Linked DNA regions of Mus musculus: region 2 is linked to region 1. A link is a contact called in public Hi-C data. All regions are on one chromosome and are shown on one strand. Each heading gives the region's core, a stretch centred on a gene start, on an enhancer-like site or on the middle of the called end of the contact. The rest is flanking DNA. Distances are from core to core; before and after follow the strand shown.

What was found. A called contact is a pair of places that touch in the nucleus more often than the background predicts.
Region 2: a contact with region 1 is called in a Hi-C map of bone marrow-derived macrophages, with 4 times the contacts expected there. The contact joins two enhancer-like sites. A contact is called at or near these places in 12 of 39 promoter capture datasets (the 3T3-L1 cell line, 3T3-L1-derived adipocytes, the C10 cell line and 7 more), 5 of 15 datasets of contacts at CTCF or cohesin (CD8 T cells, the NIH/3T3 cell line, large pre-B cells and 2 more), 55 of 484 Hi-C or Micro-C datasets (the 3T3-L1 cell line, 3T3-L1-derived adipocytes, B cells and 30 more), 5 of 115 datasets of contacts at active chromatin or transcription factors (CD8 T cells, astrocytes, bone marrow-derived dendritic cells and 2 more) and 3 of 9 other capture datasets (adipose tissue, liver and pancreatic islet).

Annotation. Positions count from the first base shown.
Region 1 is chrX:163,825,508-163,829,681 of GRCm38.p6, reverse strand. It overlaps the pseudogene Gm20188. Among named protein-coding and RNA genes, the nearest start is that of Rnf138rt1, 66 kb to the right of the region's middle. Within about 2 kb of position 1,956, at least 10 of the 459 cell types and tissues checked have an H3K27ac peak or open chromatin away from gene starts, as enhancers often do. A contact at or near this core is called in bone marrow-derived macrophages, where this site is marked.
Region 2 is chrX:163,927,076-163,931,454 of GRCm38.p6, reverse strand. It overlaps Ap1s2 (adaptor-related protein complex 1, sigma 2 subunit), which reads right to left. Exons shown (of 6, transcript NM_001290379.1): 5 at 84-92. Among named protein-coding and RNA genes, the nearest start is that of Gm52456, 20 kb to the right of the region's middle. Within about 2 kb of position 1,709, at least 1 of the 459 cell types and tissues checked has an H3K27ac peak or open chromatin away from gene starts, as enhancers often do. A contact at or near this core is called in bone marrow-derived macrophages, where this site is marked.

The DNA of each region.
Region 1 (4,174 bases), core at 707-3,206:
CAGGTACTGGCAAAGCCTCACAGGAAACAGCTATATCAGGGTCCTTTCAGGCAAAATCTTGCTAGCATATGCAATAGTGTCTGCGCTTGGTGGCTGATTATGGGATGGACCCCTGGGTGGGGCAGTCTCTGGATGGTCCATCCTTTCGTCTTAGCTCCAAACTTTGTCTCTACAACTCCTTTCATGGGTATTTTGTTCCCTATTCTTAGGAGGAATGAAGTATCCATGCTTTGGTCTTCTTTCTTGATTTTCTTGTGTTTTGGAAGTTGTATCGTGGGTATTCTAGGTTTCTGAGCTACTATCAACTTATCAGTGAGTGCATATCAAGTGACTTCTTTTGTGTTTGGGTCACGTCACTTGGGATGATATCCTCCAGATACATCCATTTGCCCAAGAATTTCATAAATTCATGGTTTTTAATAGCTGAGTAGTACTCCATTGTGTAAATGTACCACATTTTCTGTATCCATTCCTCTGTTGAGGGACTTCTGGATATTGTAAGTAGGGCTGCTATGAACATAGTGGAGCATGTGTCTTTATTACCAGTTGGGACATCTTCTGGGTATATGCCCAGGAGAGGTATTGCTGGACCTACCAGTAGTACTATGTCCAGTTTTCTGAGGAACCTCCAGACTGATTTCCAGAGTAGTTGTACCAGCTTGCAATCCCACCAGCAATGGAGGAGTGTTCCTCTTTCTCCACATCCTTGCCAGCATCTGCTGTCACCTGAATTTTTGATCCTAGCCATTCTGACTGGTGTGAGGTGGAATTCTTTTCTTTTCTTTTCTTTTCTTTTCTTTTCTTTTCTTTTCTTTCCTTTCCTTTCCTTTCCTTTCCTTTCCTTTCCTTTCCTTTCCTTTTCTTTTCTTTAGGTATTTTCTTCATTTACATTTCCAATGCTACCCCAAAATTTCCCCATACCCTCCCCCCACTCCCCTCCCCCCCCCCACTCTCACTTCTTGGTCCTGGCGTTCCCCTGTACTAAGGCATATAAAGTTTGCAAGACCAATGGGCCTCTCTTTCCACTGATGGCCGACTAGGCCATCTTCTGATACATATGCAGCTAGAGACACGAGCTCCGGGGGGGGGGGTACTGGCTAGTTCATATTTGTTGTTCCACCTATAGGGTTGCAGACCCCTTTAGCTCCTTGGGTACTTTTTCTAGCTCTTCCATTGGGGGCCCTGTGATCCATCCAATAGCTGACTGTGAGCATCCACTTCTGTGTTTGCTAGGCCCTGGCATAGTCTCACAAGAGACAGCTATATCAGGGTTCTTTCAGCAAAATCTTGCTAGTGTGTGCAATGGTGTCAGTGTTTGGAGGCTGATTATGGGATGGATCCCTGGGTATGGCAGTCTCTAGATGGTCCGTCCTTTTGTCTCATCTCCAAACTTTGTCTCTGTAACTCCTTCCATGGTTTTGTTCCTAATTCTAAGAAGGGGCAAAGTGTCTACATTTTGGTCTTCGTTCTTCTTGAGTTTTATGTGTTTGTAGATTGTATCTTGTATCTTGGGTATTCTAAGTTTCTTGACTAATATCCACTTATCAGTGAGTACATATCATGTGAGTTCATTTACCACAAACATTTTCAATGAAAATTATTTGCATTTGAGACTTTCCTGTTGACAACTTGCAGGTATTCACAAACAGAAATAAGGAGACTGACAGATTCTGGACAGATGCTAGCTACTCTTATATAAAGATCCTAGGGGCTCAGCAGTCAATAACCTATTCATGAGGGTGGAGTTAGGTGTGTGTGCATAGAGTTATGGTATCTGTCTTAGTTGCTTTTCTGTTGTTCTGATAAAATAGGCTGGGGAAGTTAAGGAAGAAAGGGCTTTTATTTTTAGCTTACAGCTCATGGTACAGTCCACCACACTGGGGAAGTCAATGCAGCAGGAACTTAAAGCAGCTGATCCTGTTACATGCACAGTCAGGAGAGAACAATGAATGTACACACACACACACACACACACACACACACACACACGTTATTGCTCAAGTCTTTTTTCTTTACTCCTATATAGCCCAGGATCTCCTGCCTAGGGAACAGTGCCACCTACAGTTGCTGAGTCTTGCTATCTCAACTAACATAATAAAGATAATCCCCCACAGATATGCTTAGAGGCCCTTCCAGGTAATTCTAGATTATGGCGAGGTTGACAATGAGGGATAATTGTCACTTATTGTCCTAGTATCTTTCCACGTAGGTTAAGGAGCATTCAGGCTAAAGAGTAATACTACTTTCTTTCATTTATGTAATATGAAGCAAGTGGCATAGACTCTTGGGATATAGGAGGGAAGAACGTGCCCTTGTGGAGCTTTTTTTCAAGATGATAACAAACAAAAGATGCAATATAGAAACCATATACCATGTTGAAAAGTGATACTGACTGTACCTTTGGATTGCATACCCAGAGCTTCAGTAGCCACATGGGATACACGAGCCAATGGCATAGAGCAAATTAAGAGGGCAGAAGTCCAGGAATGTATTTCATACAGCCAGACAAAAAAGCTTCAAGGTAAAAAATAAAAACAAAACAAAACAAAATAAAAACCAAGACCAAACATGTTAGCACTAATCTTGTGAAGATAAACACTGTGAACAATGAAAAGGAGAAAAGAGTGAACAGAGCTTTTGAAAATATCTAGATGGAACTTGCATATTTCTCCAAAGGCCATTCTCTTGAGCTTCTGCAGAGAGCTGATTCCTCAACAGCACCATAAAAACGAAGGAGCTAATGTCATCCAAGCTACAAGATTAATGACTCCATTGGGATACAGTGATGGCGTGTCAAATTTCCCCAAAAGATCAATAAATTAAATGTTTTATACAACTCTTTTAAAAATGTGGTACTAGCCATGGAAATATAAAAAAGTGTGGAACGTGATAAGGGACACTGAGTGTGGGAGGAAAAGGAGAACCACTGGAGAATTTTTGAGCTGAGAACACAACAAGATCTTGCTTTGGCTGCCAAAAGTCCATCCTGGCTGCTAGGTAGTATGGGGAAGGGATAACTTTAGGCAAGGAGACATACTGAAGAGGGGCACTATTACAGTTTTCCTAGCAAGGGGCAAGGTGCTTGGATCATGGCAATACAAATGGAGTAGTAAGCACCTGGACATTTTCAAAGTAAAGTTCTCAAAGTTTCTTCATGAATAGGGTGAACTTGAGAAAGTATCAAGTTGTTTCCCTCAGTAACTGAAAGGTAATTATTGATATTCTCTGAGATGGGGAAGGCTGTTGGTAGAGCCAATGTTTCAGGGAGAAGACTTTAAGATGGTGAGTTTGAGACGGTCATCACATACGTCTGTTGAGTACATGATTAGATTGTAAAACCTAGAAGTTGAAGAGGAATGCATGTGGGGATATAGCTGAAGATAGTTATGTATGTAGAATTTGAAGTTGAGTTAGAGTGATGTTGTGGAGAGAGACAGGAAAAGAGAGATGGGACTGAGCCTTGGAACATTCAAGAAAAGAGAAGCAAGCAAAGACTAAGAAGAGAAACCAGATAGATGGGAACACCAAGACCAAATTAGGGTCTTGGATACCAAATTAGGAACAAGTATATCTACAATAAACAAATAAGGTTCAGTGAAATGACTTGCCAAATAAAGGCACTTGAGGTGTAACTTTGATCACCTGATTTCCATCCCTTATTCCATAATGGAAGGTGAGAACTTACTCTACATTGCCCACTGACCTGCATGGTATTTGTGTCTCCCTCCCTCATGATAAGTAGAAAATTAAAAGAAAACAATGCAATTATTTGAATTAAATGATTCACATTTAAGTGGGTGTTTTAATTAATAAAAATCAAATTAAAAAGTTCTTCTGATTCAATAATTCTGTTTTTAATAATTTCAAGGTGCATAATCTTTAAACGCAAGGGTATACAACATAACATAACCTCAAAGGAGAAAATTTAAAAGCACGTGGAATGTAGTACTTCTTAACTTTTAAAATTATGTTTATCTAATGTGTGTGCATGTGTACACACATGCCACAATGTGCATGTGGAGGTCAGAGAACAACTTTCAGGAGCTGGTTCTCTCCTTCTGACTTGGACTGGCTGAGCTATCTCACTGGCCTCAATGCAGTACTTTCACTTTATAAATGAGCCTTTCAAATCCATTATTTCAAAGGTGACTGATGAAATGGATCATCATTGCTG
Region 2 (4,379 bases), core at 460-2,959, 100 kb before region 1:
ATATAGGCCAGACGTTTGGCTATTACTAGCAACTTTAATAGATGAAAATAATGTAAGATTTTGTTAACCAATAATAAACTTACTTTTGCATCCTAATTATGAGACAGCACAAAACAAGGAAAAGAAAAATTAAATTACATCAGGAATCTTTAGAATGTTAGGTTGAATGGTAGGAATCTATACAGTGTCATCTTAAATGACTTAAACTCTGTTGTTTCCATATTTGGAAAACAAAAGTAGTAGTACTTACCTCCATGTGTTGAGAATGAGTTTAAGGCTCAATGCCTGATTTAAAGAAAGTGCTTCAACAAATATTAGCTGAAATCTAAATGAAGGGTTTAGCATTTAGTATTAAATACCATAGCCAAAAAATGTTCTTAGAATGCCTGTTAATATGCTTATCTAGTAATGAAATATGGGTGAAAATCAGCTTAAGTGGGAAAGGACACTTTTCAAAGAGGTAGTATAATCTATGAAGTACACTTGCCGCCCCAATTTTAACTTCAGTGTAATCAGGTTACAGATCTAAGAAAGTTGGAGGATAAAAGAGAAAGGTAAACACTGCCACAAGAATATAATCACCTAAATAGGAATGTGGCAAACTGGTATTAAAAGGTGTTTGGTTTTTAATGGCAAAGACTAGGGGGAAAAACAGGCTTGCTAAAAATTGAGGGACTGAAGGCCTATGAACCATCTGATATAAAATGTCTTTGGAACCTAATTTAACTGTAAGAAGTCATTCATTCCCCTGACAATTAGGAAAATGGAGCCAATCACAAGACAAAAGTAGTTCTTGTTCATTTTGTGTGGTGTGCTTCTTAGCTGTTAGGAACACTTTAATACTGGAGCACTAAAGGTGAAGTAGCACTTTGTGCCTGAGGCGCATGTGAGGTTGATAACTGCTGTTGTTGAATGATGTGTGTATGAATCCTTTCTTTGGGATTCTCTGTTTTTGTCTAGATGTTTTCATGATAGGTTTTTTTTTTTTTTTTTAAAGACAGTCTAACAACAGTAGCAATAGAGTCCCATCTCCCCTGCTTAAAATGTTTGGCTTTTATAACCATTAAATATACTGAGAGTGACATCTGAACCACTTAACTATTTCATACTGTGGGCTGAGTAATGGTTAAAATGGTGAATTCTATGTTTTTTTTTCTTACAATTTAAAACATTACCTGGAAAAATGAAAATGTAAAATATTTTATCAAAAGAGGTGGAAAAGAAAATAGTCATTGTCCTGAGTCAAAGGACATGTGAATTTAAAAGTGCTTCCACCTAATACCAACTCAAAGGAAAACTTCATGGAACCCTGACTTTGTTAAAGCATCATTACACTGCATTTTATACAGTTCATATGCTCAGCATCTCTAGATAAAAATGCCCTATAACTATTCCCTAAAGCTCATCACATTTCTCCAAGGTGCTCACTGCCTGTGCTCTGGAGAGAATCATGTTGCTTTTTGAACATGCATTATTTAATAATATATGTCCTTTCTAAAGGTCTGGTTTAATTTACACATTATATTCCTTTAAGACTGGACAAGTTCAATGTTTTTACAAAGTGTTTGTAATACAAAATGTAATTTTTGCAAGTTGACACTGAAATTGTAGCTCAAAATTATTTAGGGAAACAATTAAAATAGAATGGTTGTTACCAGGGCCTGCCTTCAGTAAGAGAGAAATGGGAAGTAGTTGGCTGGTGAGTTATGTAATTTCAGTTCTGCAAGCTGAAAAAGTTCTGGGGATCTGTTGTACAACAATGTGAATATACTTAGTACTATTGTAGGCTCAGAAATTGTTATTTTTTAAAAATCACAACTTAAAAAAATTACCTGGAGAGATGAAAATATAAAATGTTATTTTATCAAAAAGGATGGAGAAGAAAGAAGTCATTCACATGAGACAAAGTACATGCAATACTTTATTTCAGACATGCAGGAAAAGCTATTTGAGAATGTGCTAATTTAAAGCAAGCAGCTGTATACAGATACCCCCTCCCCCTCACAAAAACACAACATTTTGTTACAGCTCAGCACACAGCATCCAAAACAAACAGGCATGAGACAATGCATATTTATGCAACATTAAAATCAGGTGAACAACATGTAGTGTGGGAGGATGGGAAAAATGGAAATGAAAGACCAATGTTTTGTGAAGTTTCAGATGGTAATGGAGAGAGCTGACCTGTACAGCTGCCTAACACTACATTTCCTAAGACATTTTATAGATCTTCTTTCAGTGGGAAACTCATTTGGGTACCTTCTGAAGTTCCTAGAGTTTTTGGCATATTTAGTTTTTGTCTTTTGAGACAGGGATGCCCTAGGTACTATAGTAACTCATCTTGCTCCTGCATCAGCCTCCCAGGTACTAGGATGACAGGCATGCACTACCATGCCACTTAAGTTACTGTTTAGTAACAATTTACTTAGGTTTTAAACTCTCTAGATAGACAAATGAGTTATCTGGTATTTTAATAGTAGAATTTGATAAATATTATTAAAAGCATATTTTTATAAAATTAATATTAAAAACTTTTAGTATTCCAAAATATACAACCATTGTTAACACAGCACTGAGTGTTTAGAAGAAGGCTTAATATATTAATTAGGAAGCCATTAACTAATAAGTATAAATGTTTGAATATTGAAAATGAATATCAGAATTTTGTATCACATAAGTAGGCTCAGTACTACTGACTCAAGGGCTGTTACTGAGCAACAATACAAGAAACTTTGTGACATAGCTTTCTGATAGTTCTTAAAGGACTTTTGACACTGCATAAATGTGGCTTAATAAATATTGGCAATACAAAATTTCTTAAAAATTGAAATGTTTTAACCTTAGATCTTAGAGAATTATACAATTGATTTTTTTCTTATATTGCTTCAACACATTTTTATGTGATACTGTCCAACATATTAGCTTGTACAGACTATAAAGTAATCTTAGTGCTAAATAAAGCTTGGTTTTCTTCAACAGTGGAAGATCAAACTACATTAAATATTGTGGTGCTCCTAATTTTGCCTGAGTTCCTAACTATTTTCTTTGGTAAACATTTGTGATTGTTCCCGGTCTTTCTCTTATACCCTCATAAGATTAATCACAGATGATTTACTAATGATAACTTGTATGTGTTTAGAATATTAAAACATTCACAAGTCATATTTTGTAAAGAAGAAATCAGTAGTAGACAGAAAAAACTATGTCATATCATATACAGAATAAATAGAATTAGGAATAGGCACAGAAAAATACAATCATAAAGGTACTAGCTATAAAATGCTATATATTATTTTACAGGAGAATTAGTCACCAAGCTGAGGACATTTTCTTTCATAAGTATATCAGTTCTCTATTTCCTCTGTGAAAGTCTGCATAGTCGATGAGCAGTCATTAGTACACAGGGACATTAAAATATTCATGGCGTGGCTACAAAAGAAATGCATATATTCTTACACACAGTACACAAGCTGATGGAGACACAATCAGAATGTTTAGTTCACAGTAAAATGATCTAAAGCATCAGATTTGCTTTTGTTCTTTGGTTTGTGGCTGAACACTTAAGTTCTTAATGCCCAGTTCAGATTTATCTTTTTCAAGTTCATGGTATGTAACAGTAAACAAGATAACCTACATTTCACAGAATCCTAAAGCACTGTACTTACTACTAATCTGAGAAGATTGCCAGTTTAAGTAAATGCTAATTAGTGGCAAGTTCAGTTAGAAAACTCCCTTTCACCAGTGTGTCACATTCATCAGGGTCCTATTACACTAAGGAGAGGTCCAGAGAAAAGGCTTCCTCCCAACAAGTTAAAACTAGCCATCATATGGTATTGTTAAGTATGAAAGCTTTTAATTGTTGACTTACTTTAAAAAAATGTGACTTTGAAGCTAAAAGATTAATTTTTTTGAAAGTCCTCAAAATGATTCTAAGGAACTCCCTAAAATTTTTAAACATCTGCTTATAAATATATCTGACAAGATGTTAGATGTTTTCACATCAAAAAGTGACAAAAATATCCCAAGGTGGGGTCTGAAATGGACCTTACAGCATCCCCGATGAATTTTAAAGTTAGAACTCTAAAATATTAGGCTACAAAAGCTGCCCCTTTCCCATTTAGAATAGAGCAAGGATAAAACAAGTAAAGCAACATTAGTAACAGTGCTTCACTTTATAGAAGCTTTCGTTCTCACAGGGAAGGCTTCATCTGTGATAACATTACTGATTTACAATATTTAAGAATACTTTGTCAATGAGTCTCACCCAATTTCAATATTCTGTATAAAAGGTAAATTATAATCTCAATTATGAATTACAGGGAAAATTTCCTAAAACCCATCAATTTAATGAAATAATAGGGCTATCCATTGGTATTGCA